2 separate regions of the Mus musculus genome follow, and region 2 is linked to region 1. A link is a contact called in public HiChIP or PLAC-seq data. All regions are on one chromosome and are shown on one strand. The core of a region is the stretch at or near the end of the contact, and the rest is flanking DNA. Distances in the headings are between cores, read along the strand shown.

Region 1 (7,180 bases), core at 1,833-4,332:
CATTCTTTCTTCTTGCTAGAGTGACAGCTAATTGACTAAATGTGAAAAGGACCATAGGACCCCCAAAACTATCTCACTCCTCACAGGAAAAACGGAACTGGCCTGTAAGGTAGACCATATCAACGGTGGCCACTAGTGTAGCCCACATCTGCTACTTTGTGGGGTTTTCATTCTTCTATCCTTCTCCAACCCTTTTCTTCCACCCTTTCAACCCTTAACACTAGATAGGAGAGAGGAAAAGGATAGGGGGGAAAAGGGGCTAATTTTATCTTTAGTCTACGTCCTGCTGATTAGAGTTGTTGAGTTCCCTGGGGCAAATTTGATCTCTGCAGTCAGGATATCTAATTTCTTCTTCTTTCTTCTTTGTGCATGAGTACTTAACAAACCATGACCAACAGCAACCAACCAACCACCTACCCCACCTCTTGGGACCCTAGCATTTATCTATCCTCTGAAAAGTCCCCAGAATTCCAAACATCAGACAGCCACAAAAACTATCTGCAGTTGGCAAAATCACGCTTCTGCTAGAGCCTGAGGCAAATCATAGTCAGCTGCTGTGGACAGTCTGAAGCAGCATCATATCCCACACCTGGGATTAAAACTAAAACATATTCCCATAATAATTTTGTGGTTTTCAAAGAAACCAAAATTCTCAGTACATGGCAGAATTAGGCAGTTGGTGGTAAAACCATTCTGTTAGAACTAAGATCTACAAGTAGTTAAAAAGCTTCTTTAGAAGCACCAGTCAAAGGGACTTCAAGAATCTGATGGGAGTTGAATCAATATGGCTATACTGACCTAGTCTCTGTTTTGACATACAGATTGGCATTGAACAAAAGGTAAGAGGTTGTGCCTTCATAGCATTTGCAAAGGCAATCCGAGAAAAGATTAATAAACCATAAGTTCCTATGACCTTGATCCAAAGGACTTGAGGAGCATACAAGGCTTCATAGATTCTTGTTCATGGACATTCTCCACACATACTCCAACAAGGCCACACCTTCTAATATTACCACTTCCTGAGCCAAGCATACACAAACCATCACAGAGACTCTACTGCTCCCTACTTGTCACTGTTCTTATGTTTATGTTTTGGAAGTTCTTTGCCAAACTCTAGTGCCTGCCTGCCTGTTAACCTTTCCAGGCATGTTGCTGAGAAGGAGACTGGGGGCTAGGGAAATAATTCTTTACTGAAGATAAAAACCAAAAGGGTGACAAGACAGTGCGGTTCCAGGTCATCATCTGTGTTTCCTGCCTTTTCCTTCTCAGGCACTCTCCAAAGGTGGTCAAGGCTGCTTCTCAGGTCCTAAACAGCATGTGGCAGTATCGCGATCTGAGGAGTCTCTACAAGAAGGTAAGATTGCTTTTGCTTATACCTGAGGATCCTGGGATCACAGGTGTGGGGCCCAAAGGGGCCAGATGTGACCATAGTAAGAAGTATCCCATATATAGGAGGTGTTTGTCAAAAAGCCTTAGCTGAAACAAGAGTTTCAGGATGCTAAGGAGAAATTTTTCATCCATATTCCAAGATACCAAGAAGGCTCTCACTATCCTGACAACACCAAATGATCTCTTTCGATTCTCTTAGAGCCTATAATTTTTTTCAAAATTTGTATTTATTATTATTATTATTACATGTGTGTACGTATCTGAAAGATTTTATATATATATATATATATATATATGTGTGTGTGTGTGTGTGTATATATATATATATATATATATATATATATATATATATATGCCACAGTGCACAGTGCACAGAACAACTTGTAAAGTTGGTTCTCTCCTTCCATCTTTATGTGGGTTCTAGACTTGCACACCAAGCACTTTTGCCTGCTAAGCCATCTTCTTAGCCCTGTGATTTCTTTTATTTTAAAATGTTCATTTACTTATTTACTTGTTTGTTTATTTTGCATGTGTGTGCCTGTGGGTATGTATGTGAATGCAGGAAACCACAGAGGGCTGAGGACAGCTAGTCTACTGGGTATAGAATTAGAGGAGATTTTGAGTCATTATGAGGATGCTGAGGAAGGAGCTGAGGTTCCTGGAAGAGTGAGGAGTTAGTGAGATGCCTCTCCATCCTCCTCTTTCATTTTGTAATTAACACATAATAAATATACATATTTATAGAGTACAGCATGCTGGCTCAATACATACATCCATTGGTTATTGGCCCCACTTCAGATATTTACCTCAATCATCCTCTTAAGCGTGTATCATTCTTCATGATGAAAAAAGACCTCAAGATTCACCCCTCTAGCTATTTTGAATGCCTGATAACAATATTTTCAATAATATTAATTCACTTTATAGAAAAAAAAATTTTTTTCCAGAGGTCACATATTCCAAAGTAGACCCAAAAGTCATAAATTTAGGGATTTTGAGAAAAAAATTAACAACATCAACAGGTTTGAACAAGTAGTTGCAAAGAGAACACAGCATGGAAACAAACCCAAATAACTCAAGAACAATTGAGGGATTCAAGAACATGGCAGCTGAAAAAAAAAAAAAGGCAAGATGCAGTCACTGCTCCATGTTCCTAGGCCCTGAAGAGGTTGCCCAGAGGATGGAGATGAAGGTCTTCCTGACCCGCATGGACCACAGGAGGTTGGCATTTATTCTGTAGGCTCAAATGGCTAACAGGAATCCATTTTGCATTTAAAAGTATCTTCACTCTCAATGTGGTCAAAGGCTAAAACCTGGAAAGTCCATTTCTGGAGATGTTGGCTCTGTAGCTCAAGGCTGAGTTCCCCTGAAGAAAGGATGCTGACATTTTCTTTGTGATTTAGGGGCCAGGTGGGCACTATTAATAATATTTTCTAGGACTTTTGATTTTGCGACCCCTAGTTGAGCATGTGTGGAGAATTTAAATCTCACTAGTAAGTAGAGATGGAGAACATCATAAATGTATAAGGAAGGAGACCAGAGTTCAGAAGGAGACAACAGAGCTGGTCAAGGTGGGTAGCTTCCATCCACCAGCCAAGTGGCCTCCTGCTAAGAAAGCCAGCACCACTGTGTGCATCCCATGCCACCAGCCCTAGCAGGCCACCAGCCTCTAGAGCAGGGACATGAAGTCACACACAGTGTCTCACATCAGAAGGCATAAGAGCCCTCTTGCCAGAGGCACCTTTTGTCACCGCCAAGCCTGTGGAAAGTGAAATATTTAATACCTGGCTCTTGTATGTTTTAGTCTATTTTTAGATTTCCCCAAGGACCCTCCTTCTCCCCTTAAGCACTTTAAGATTATAAAATGCAACTTACACACTTCTCTTTTCAAGTTTTCCTGTGCTTCTAGACATAGTATACTTAATTTGACACTTAGATCATAAAACTATGAGGTGTGGGAATATTCCAGATTGGTGATAAATGTTGCTAAATGTTTTCTTTTTTAAAATGAGCAAACGTTTGGGGGCTCTTTTCTGTTTTGCATCAAATTCTAACCTCCATGGTTTATGCTTAGCTCCTTCTTGGGCTCCTCCAGAAGCCAAGTGAAATCTCCCTCAGAAAAGGTCATCCTGTTAAACAGATAGGCAGACATGACGATTACCCTTAAACGGAATGAAGCTGGTGGTTCCGAGCCAGTGGCCATAGGAGCTCCAGGAGGCACTGCCTCCCACAATGCACCTGCACTCACATCCAGGGCACGCCCACTCCTCTGCAGTGCACCTGCTCATGCTATGTGCACCGTGGGAACCCAGCTTTGAGAAGCTCTCAAGCTATTTACGGAATGGTAGTGTGAGCTTTTCACTTGAGAGTTGTTGGGTTTGGTGGTGGGGGGGTGTTGTTTGGTTTGGTTTTTACTTTGTTGGTAGTAGAGTTCAAAAAGCGTAATTGTCTTTCTATTTTCATAAAAAGAAGAGTGTGCTGACAGGAATTTAATGGAGCTAAACCTCAAGAGCTGAGCTGATTTAAAATGTGTTTCATATGAGCACATTCGAGAAAGATGGGCTGGAGAAATCAATGTGATGTTTTTAGTTGGTCCATGATTAAAAAATGTTGAGAAAGAGCTGTTCTTAATCATTTCCAAATTACACAGTTGTGAAATGAAACAGGCGCCTCTGGGCTCAATGTCACGCGCTCTCTGGATAACAAGGCTGAGCATTCGAAATCACTTCCCCTTTGAAAGTCCTGCGAAAAGGCCGTTTATTCTTCATCTCCCATTGTCTTTAATCGTCAGGGAGACCAGTTTCTGTTCTGTGCTTCACTGACAATTTATACACCACCGAAAAGCTGTCTGATCCATATCTTTTAATTATCCTCATTTCGGATCTACTTATTAGATTCTATTAGAGGTCACTAAATGAAAGGCTCCAAGGAAAACTTACAACACGGAGGCCATGGCTGCGGGCCTGAGGGTGGAGCAATGGTTGGCAACTCTATTACGTTCTGAATCGTATACATTAGGTTTTGAAGCATGGCTCAAAGGGAAAAAATTATAGAGCTAAATCTTGAAGAATTTAAATTTTTTATAATTAAGAGTTTGAGGTAAGGGCATTATAAGACGGAATATGTGACTGGGAGGTAGAAATTGGGGTGTCTGAGACCCAATTTGGATCTCAGTTGAGTCACAAGACCTAAATCAGTTCACGCACAGCCAGGCCCAGAGGCCAGACATGCACTTCTTTTAGCTTACCTGTCTTATTTTTCAGAGATACGTTTAATCAGCTAGAATCCTTTGGCTCTGTGGTTTCTGAACAAAACAAAACAAAACTGTGATTTATTCATGATGCATTTGGTGCCCGCAAAATACACTCGTTATCTGGACCTTCAACTAGAGTGGAGCCCATCTGAATTATCCACTTGAGGAAAAATACTCAGCGTTTACCACAGGAGCATTACATAGTGCACCAGCGTTCTAAACAGCCCTGGTGTTTAGCTAACCTTACACAGACCTATAAAATCCCTTCTCTGTGAACAACTAGTGAATGGTTCATCAAAGCAAGTAAGGGAAATTGTGAGATTCACGGAATCTTGTGAAGTGCTTGTCTTTGTAGAAATTTGGGACTGACAAAATGAGTGCTTCTGTTTGACCATGTTTGAGGACTCTTAGAATAGTTGGCTTGGGGAAACAGGAAATAAACGTTTGAGAAGGGCATCAAAATATAAAAATAACTGCCAAAATTCTATGTGACTCTTGGTGATCTTTCCACGAGCAGTCACCAATAATAGCATGGATGTACACAAAGTCACTACAAAGTGGACTCAGTTATCTAAATAGACCCCTCCTCCTGCCACGGACGTGATCAGGCAGGGGCCCTCTGGTCTCTCATGTTACCCTGCATCTCTCCTGTGTTAGTGAAGCTTATTGGCTCCCCCTCCCACCCCCATCTTGTCCCAGACAAACAGGAAAAAGAGCTCTATAGGCAAAGAGCAGAAGCTGCCAAGCTCCCACTCACACCCAAGGAACTAGACCTCAGCCTGGGCCAACATTCAGCTGCTAGGGTCGTCCAGAAACGTGATTGCCATGACCCCTTTGAAAATTCCATGGCAGAAGAAAAGCAGTGTCAGCTCCAGCAGGCATTTTATTGTTTAGACATTCCTAGTGCTGATGGCAAACCTGGCCCATCAAAGCGGCATTCCACTCCAGGGTGGCTACAGTTAGCTCTACACACACTTCTCCTTATCTGCAACTTGGGCCTCCAAGCCACACCGAGCACGTGCAATTTCTCATCTCTGTCTTCAGGTCTCCAGAAGGTCACACCCAGGTGGCCAGACATTCTGAGTTCTAATGCATCAGGGTAGCGTAAGCCTTTGCCACTGCAGTGACTTATGGCCATGGGCATGCGAGTCCGTTCACGTGTCTTCCCTGAGTTAACCTTCCTGAGTGAATATGGGCTCCGGGTTTCCATGAGACAGGAGACAAAGGGAGGCCGTGCTTCCCTGCTGCTAGACACTGAATGTCTGCCAATGACTTTGTCAGCAGATTCCTGCCTAAAAGCCTTGCCGTATTACTTGTAGAAATAAAAATGGCATAGACTCAGAATCAAATGGCCCAACATCAAAGGCACAACCTTACCATTTCCTGGCATCATGACCTCAGGTAGATTACTTGTCAAGACTTTTGGCAGACCCAAGATGCACAAAACTTCACACCCACACACAGATATAGTAGACCGTTTGTATTCCACCTTCCCGTTCCTGACAGTTGCCAGAGTATTAAATAACCTCCTCCAGTAGTCAACTGCAGTGTGTGATTTACCAGCAGCATCTTCTTTCTGGGCATGCGCACAGAACCCTGGAGGTCGTTACACAAAGCCATCCCTCTGTACCTCATATCCGACCTGGGAACTTTCCTCAACCTCCATCAATGACCCTTCATAGCCTCTGATGGGCATGTGTCTAGGACCCACTCCATCTTTTTATATTCCCGTGTGTGGCATAAAAGCCATAGTCCCTGCCTGGGTGGGATTGCTTATGGTCAAGTCAAACATCATAATGCTTTGTATACGTGAAAGTAATCTCAAGGGAGTCGTGGATGGTGGTTCCAAACGACTGTCATGCCACCGGGTGCTCACTGTCCCTGTCATCCTCTCCACAAGCTGCTGAGCTTGTGGAGCTAAAGGCTTCACTCCATAAAGATGACCACCACCATGGGCTTTGTGGTGGGTATTTCTGTTGTGTGTCAGCACTGTGTGTGTGTGTGTGTGTGTGTGTGTGCATGGTGGGTTGGGTATACTGAAGAGCACTGTCATTTTGAAGGTCAGAGTGAAGCCTGAGGAAGAATAAGACATGAGTTCAAGCAAAGCCCTCCTCCAAGCTCTGGTCCCACATGCTTCTAGTTTGAAATGTTGTGAAACAAATGATCCACGGCCATCTTCCCATGACTCCCATTACACTGCCATCTTCCATCTTGCCTCCGGCTCTCCATTGTGCCTTCTCCATTCTTGAGCAGCTCATCATCCTGCTCGTTCCTTGTGTTCCGATGTGCTGAGTGAACTCTTGATGCTTGAGACTGCCTTGTCTGATATACATAGTTCCCCAGGGTGGCCAAGATGCTTCCCTCCTGGGTGCAGTTAACCAAATGTGGCTGTCACTTCAATCTGTTTCTCTAGCCCTAGCCATTCTTTATGTCTTCGGCCTTCTACATAACCTATTCTTATAAACTTTTCTGTAGTACCCCCATTGAAATTGGATCCCAGACACTGTGCCCCTCCTAAATTCTGCCTCCCCTTCTGTC
Region 2 (6,313 bases), core at 879-3,378, 65 kb after region 1:
TAACCCAACCTTTAGCAAAGTTCTCCAAAGCTAATTAGCAAGTAGGTGATGGCATAGAGGTGACATTGGGAAGAGAAGGAAAATATCCCATGAATCCTCACTGAGGCTGAGCTCATGCTGCTTCTGTTTGGCCCACACTGTGGGCTTCACACTGACTGGCACCTGCAGGTCAGATGCTAGAGTGGGTGTGAAGACATTTTAGATATTCATTGTTGATAAAGCTCTCAGTACCCACAGAGGGCACTAAAGATGCTGCTGCTGTGGTTTTTAGGGCACCATCTCCAAGCTGATAGCTGCCAAGAAAAACTATGCAGAACACAGTTCAGGTTAGGGCATCTTTGAAGTATGAAAAACAGCTGTCCTGGGATCGTAGAAGAGGCAGATAATTAGGAAACTCTTTGCTCTCAGAGGCTCCATGCATGGAAGAAAGTAAACAGAGCTGCCAGGTTGGAAGTTGACATTACACAATGACAATTTAGCTATAAGGATGTGAGGACGTCTCTCTGGAGCACTGCAGCTGTCACAGTTCTCGTCTTGCATGTAACCAAAACCCGAACCCAGATTGCAAGAAACAAAATTGAATCAATTGACAGATGTAGATGAAAAGTCCAAAAATGGTTAAACTTTGGGCTTGGCCAGACTCTCGGGGACCAAAGTCACCCTGGGCTCGTTTTCCTCCAGCTCTGTCTCCAGCTGTCTAGGTTTTCATCTCCAAGTTCAGAGGTAATAAGATCTCCAAGAAGTTTGTGCTCCCAGCTTGGAATCCATTAAGAATAAGCCCAAGAAGCCTCAGCAGAACACTTGGGTGTCTAACTATTGTCAGGTCATGAGCTCATCCCTGAATGAATCCTTATGTATTGAAGAATGGAAACCTCTCAAGACACAAACTGTGCTTTTATGAGATTCATCAAGTGCAAAGCACCACACCAGAGGCTTCGCTGTGCGGTTCTTAAACGGATTTTGAGAACAACTCCTAAGAAATATCTTTGCTCTTTCTGATCTTCTAGGCAATAAAGAGAGGCTCGGAGAGATGAAATGGCTTGTCCAGAGGGCTGGGGCAATGGCTCGGTGGATAAAGTACTTACTGCACAATGTGAGGACCAGAGTTCGAGTCCTCAGGAACCACATAAAAAAGCCAGGCAAGCATGGTAACTGCCTGTAGTCACCGTGCTCAGAAGTCCTGGCGTTGTATCTGCCTGGAACTGGCGAGCTATAGCTTCAGTGAGAGATCTTGCCTCAATAAAAATGAATAGCAATTAAGGAATATACCTGACATAAACTTGAGTTTTCCATATGAATACACATGCACACACATATGCATGCACTCATACCCAAATAACTTCTCCAGAGTCACAGAGTAAGTGATGGGATTTAGAGGGCAATACTGGACATAGAATTCTTACAGTCGAATCACACTAGAGCTGCCAAGTCCAAAGCAGAGTGGTCCACAGGATACTCGACAGGTAGTCAGCACTTTCCACAGATACACACTAGTTTGTCAGACTGATTAATAAAGTAAACAGCAAGACAGGCCCTAATATTTCAGCTGCCTCTATACTCCCTATCACGACCTGTATATTGGGACTTGTTTCTTGTCTGAATGATTCACCTCATTTTCTTATGCAGCCTACACCTCAGTTTACTGGAGGTCTAGGTCTTTTTTTGGTTTGACTTCAAGTTCTGGTTTTTTTTTTTTTTCCAGAAACGAACTTGTGTTACCAAGAGCCTCTCTTCCCACATCCATGCACTTGATATTTTCACCCACACTTATATGTCATCCTTTTCCACCTTTTGCACCTTCATTCATGACTGAACTGGCATAGTACTACTTACTATAAGACTATCACAGACCTTCATCTCCATCTCGTGATAGAAAGCAGCTTGCCCATTCGGGGGCATGCAGACTCAGAAGATTGTTGTTCATGTCATATATGCCACCAAGAAACCAAGTGAGCCTCATCTGCTTAACTTCTCTAAGAGTTGCCCATCACAATGGCCACAGTATGTAGTGAGAGCATTGCAATGACCACATAATGTGGAAAGAGCATCACAAAGACCATATCATGAAGTAACAGCATCACAATTACCATAATACATAGTAACAGTATCTCTGCTTTAAAGTTTCTACAGTGCTGAGAACCCTTAAAGTGTGCTTCTAGACCTTTTGCCTTTGGCTTTCTAGACTGCTTTAACCAAGACGCCACAGGCCAGTTGATTTAAACAAAAGTATTTTCTTTTCATAGACTCAGATGGAGGCACCAGTAGATTTGAGGTCTGAATATTTTTGTTAATAGGAAGCTATATTTTTTACTGTGGCTTCTTTCTATAGTAGAAGCAAAATGAGAAAAGTGTGTGTGTGTGTGCATGTGTGTGTACACGTGTGCACATGTGTGTTCACACCACACTGCATATGTGAGGGTCAGAAGACAATCTCACCCTCCACCTTGTGTGAAGCAGGGTCTCCTTTGTGTTTATGCTGGATAGCTGGCCTTGTGGGCTTTTGTGGACTCCATGTCTCCACTACATCTCACCACTACATCTCACCACTACATCTCACCACTACATCTCACTGTAAGAATGCCAAGATTGAAGAGACACTGCACCATATCTTTCTTTTCCTTGGGTTCTGGGGATTAGAACTTGGGTCCTCAACATAGGTCAAAGGACTTTAACCACTGAGCTATCTTCTGGTCCAGAAAATGACTTTCTTGCCTGAGTCTCCATTTGCCCCATCTGCAGAAGAAGAGGGTTGACCTAGAGGTTTGACTCCCAAGTTCCTTCCCAGCAGATTTACTCTCTGGCATCTGTGGGTTTGTTCAGTGGTGCTTTCCTTTCTTGCTACTATAGCTTTGAATTCAGACACTATTTTTAAAACAAAATTTTGTACAAGGATAAACAACAGCTCCCTCAATGTCCCCTATCTTATTTGCAGCCCATATACAAAGGTCTTTCACAACAAAGTAGTTCCTTGCCTGCCCATAAAAATCTCACCAAGTACTTCTCAGTGATGAGAAAAGTGCTCCGCTCAGGTTTTTAATATACACTTCTGCTCTGCACAGCTCCCTCCGGAAACTCTGCAATTTGCTTTCTATTACAGGACAGGAGTAGATCATCTATTTTAAAAGGATGTAAGTGGGGCTGGGGAGATGGTTCAGTCTGTAAAGTGCTTGATGCATAAGCATAAGAACCTGTGTTCATTTCCCAGTGTCTATGTTTAAAATGCCTGGCATGGTGGCATATGCTGGTAATCCCCAGTACCGGGGAAGGAAAACCAGGAAGATCTGTCCCTGGACCTTTCTGACCAAGCAGACTATGCGAATCAGTGAATGTAAGGTGAAAGTGAGAGATCTTGTCTCAGAACAATAAACAAGCAAACAAACAAACAAAAAAAAAAAAACAAAAACAAAGAACACTCAAGGAAGACCTCTACTTGCTCGGGCATACCTACACACACACACACACACACACACACACACACACACAGAAAGAGAGAGAGAGAGAGAGAGAGAGAGAGTAGTCTCTCATTGGCTACTTGAAGCTGCCTCTCCAACAGATGCCACAGTTAACATCTTAGCATCTAGCAGGATTTTGTCTTCCAGCTACCGCTGGCCATGCTGCTTCAAAATGATGCACAGTTACCCATGCAAATAACCTTGGTCTCTGCACCACATGAGACATGTTCATCTTTCAAAAGAATGAATCACAAACACAGTGCTTCGTGTTTAGCTTACAAATGTAAAGGAATGAAAAGTTACAAAATCCACGATTCCAAATCTCTGAGAGAGCCATTTGTCAACCGTATACACCCCACTCCTTGATTACAAATGTCCACCTTTGGAGACATTGGTGAAACAGAGAAACTTGCTTAGAGAATACAGTTTGTATAGTGCCAACACAGGTTATAAAAATATCCAATAACAATCACTGACAGGTTTTATTTCAGGTAGAAAATGTATTAGAGTTGGCAAAAAGAAGAGACAAGACCTGAAATAATTTACACTTACACATTTTTTTTCCTGGCGTTCAGCATCAGTCTGTGACATACATAGATGGCACATAAGGGAAGACTTTGATCTCCTTGGGAGCACTTGTTTGAATTTAGCCTTTCTTTAATTCATAAGATGCTGCTCTGTTTTCTAGAAGTTCCTTTGTTGATGATTTGTTTCTTAGTCAAATAAGATCACAAGCAAGACAGAAGTCTTTCAGGTAAGAGGCTGAGTGATAATGGAGCAAAGGGGCGTGTGAAGGATGCTGGAAAGCCTGATGACACGGGCAGGTAGAGATGGCTCCAGCACGGGAGCTAAAAGCCAGCCACAGAGAGGAGCAGGCAGGACAGACAGCAGCCGTGGGCCACAGAGGAAATCATACCCACACTCCATCATCCATACAGACCCAGGACAAGAAGAGGCAGGATGCCTAGTGCTCCACCAGGGTGAGTCTCTTTAATTGCTGTGTCTATTCTCCCTACTCTCTTTAGTCCCTCACTCCCAGTCCTGTGCACTCTCTGTAAGGGACCAAAATGGAATGATAGGAGCCAGCTTTTCTGTCTCAACCTCCAACAGTTAGAAAACTAGACGTAGCTGGGCGTGGCAGCACACGCCTTTAATCCCACCACTTGGGAGGTAGAGGCAGGCAGATTTCTGAGTTCAAGGCCAGCCTGGTCTACAAAGTGAGTTCCAGGACAGCCAGGGCTATACAGAGAAACCCTGTCTCGAAAAAAAAAGAAAAAAAAAACAAAACAAAACAAAACCTAAGAAAGAAAGACAGAAAGAAAGAAAGAAAGAAAGAAAGAAAGAAAGAAAGAAAGAAAGGAAGGAAGGAAGGAAGGAAGGAAGGAAGGAAGGAAGGAAGGAAGAAAGAAAAGAAAAGAAAAGAAAAGAAAAGAAAAGAAAAGAAAAGAAAAGAAAAGAAAAGAAAAGAAAAGAAAAGAAAAGAAAAGAAAACTAGATGTGTGTGTGTGTGTGTGTGTGTGTGTGTGTGTGTGTGTGCGTAGAAGCTGAACCTGGGTAAAGGGAACTGAGTCTGTGTAACAGATGTTGGGAAGAACCAAGTGAGGTAAGCCCCAACACTGCTGCCTGAATGTTTGTGCCTCCCCAACAAACACACACATCTGTAGGAATCGTGTGTTGAAATCCCAAGTTGATAGCATTTGCAGGTGGGGCCTTTTGGAGTGGGAAGACGTGGTGGACCTTCTATAAAAGCATAAGACCTTTATTGAAGAGGTCCAAAGGGAGATTCACACTTCAGCCGTGACTTCTCTGCCTCACTCGATGCTGACTACTTCCCAATATGTCCCATCCCTGAGGAAGACAGCTCATCTTCAAAGACTCTTCCTTCCAAGCATGGCCTTGGCTCCCCAGTTGTACTGGCTTTATGACGATGGGAAATGCTGTCAAATCACATTAGTCGAGTTTCATGGGATTATATATTTTTTTATGTGCAGCAATATTCGTCATGAGTTTTCAGAGTTCATTTGACAACTGAACATATATCTCAGGTGGAAGCTCTTAACATGTCAGGAAACTTGTATTCTAGAGAATTCACAAATTCTAGTTACAGCCTTTTTGCCAGCTGCACCCCCCTCCCAAAAGAGTAGATCAGGGCAGGAGAACAGGGCATGACTCCTTTGCAAAAGCCAGGTCATCAGATGGGAGGTGCCTCCCAGGAATCTGGTGACATGGTTCTCAAGATCCCCACTCTTTATGGAATATTCTAGAGAGGAACAGCTGAAAGGATGAGCCAGGTGCAGCTTCACTTTGAGGCACTCTGGCAATCCTGAGAACTTTATAAATATTTGGGGTATGTGGTAAAATAGGAATTAGGGAGAACAGAGAAGCAGAAAGAGGTGACAAACACTTCCAAATACACTTAGAATGGTCCTTGAGATAACAGCCTCACCAAGTTTACTTGTGCCGTAAAAAAATATTGATCTAGGAGTACACCTATCAATGTGGATTGAAATAGTATTTTTAAATGCTTATTAACACATTTTCTCTTTCTGACAGACACTCTTACATCTTTAAATCATCACTGTGGGAAGAAACGCCATGGGTAGCAAGCTTTGTATAATTTTGAAAGCTGTCATCCTTGTACTGAACAGGGACACCTGCATTGTTTACAGAACTTGGAAGAAGCAGAAAGGCTTGCTGACAAGTCGATAAAACTATAAATGACCCTACTAATACTTGCACAATCGGTCAGAAGTGTTTCTGTACCTTGTAAGATGTGTTGTGCCTGTTGAAGTTTTATTTCCATCATTTTGGAAACACTGAATATGCACTTGAGCAGATAAAACTTTTAAACATGAAAAATT

Evidence for each region. HiChIP or PLAC-seq counts read pairs in DNA pulled down with a chosen protein or histone mark.
Region 2: a contact with region 1 is called in an H3K4me3 HiChIP or PLAC-seq map of the SCID.adh cell line, with 11 read pairs. The contact joins the promoter of 4930430F21Rik here to the enhancer-like site in region 1. A contact is called at or near these places in 1 of 39 promoter capture datasets (embryonic stem cells), 1 of 484 Hi-C or Micro-C datasets (embryonic stem cells), 1 of 115 datasets of contacts at active chromatin or transcription factors (the SCID.adh cell line) and 2 of 9 other capture datasets (adipose tissue and liver).

The regions. Positions count from the first base shown.
Region 1 is chr15:30,971,524-30,978,703 of GRCm38.p6, forward strand. It overlaps Ctnnd2 (catenin (cadherin associated protein), delta 2), which reads left to right. Exons shown (of 23, transcript NM_008729.3): 19 at 1,270-1,354. Among named protein-coding and RNA genes, the nearest start is that of 9630009A06Rik, 8.4 kb to the left of the region's middle. Within about 2 kb of position 3,083, at least 12 of the 459 cell types and tissues checked have an H3K27ac peak or open chromatin away from gene starts, as enhancers often do. A contact at or near this core is called in the SCID.adh cell line, where this site is marked.
Region 2 is chr15:31,036,998-31,043,310 of GRCm38.p6, forward strand. It overlaps 4930430F21Rik (RIKEN cDNA 4930430F21 gene), which reads left to right and starts at 2,129. Exons shown (of 4, transcript NR_045186.1): 1 at 2,129-2,272; 2 at 3,060-3,128; 3 at 4,171-4,432; 4 at 6,006-6,313.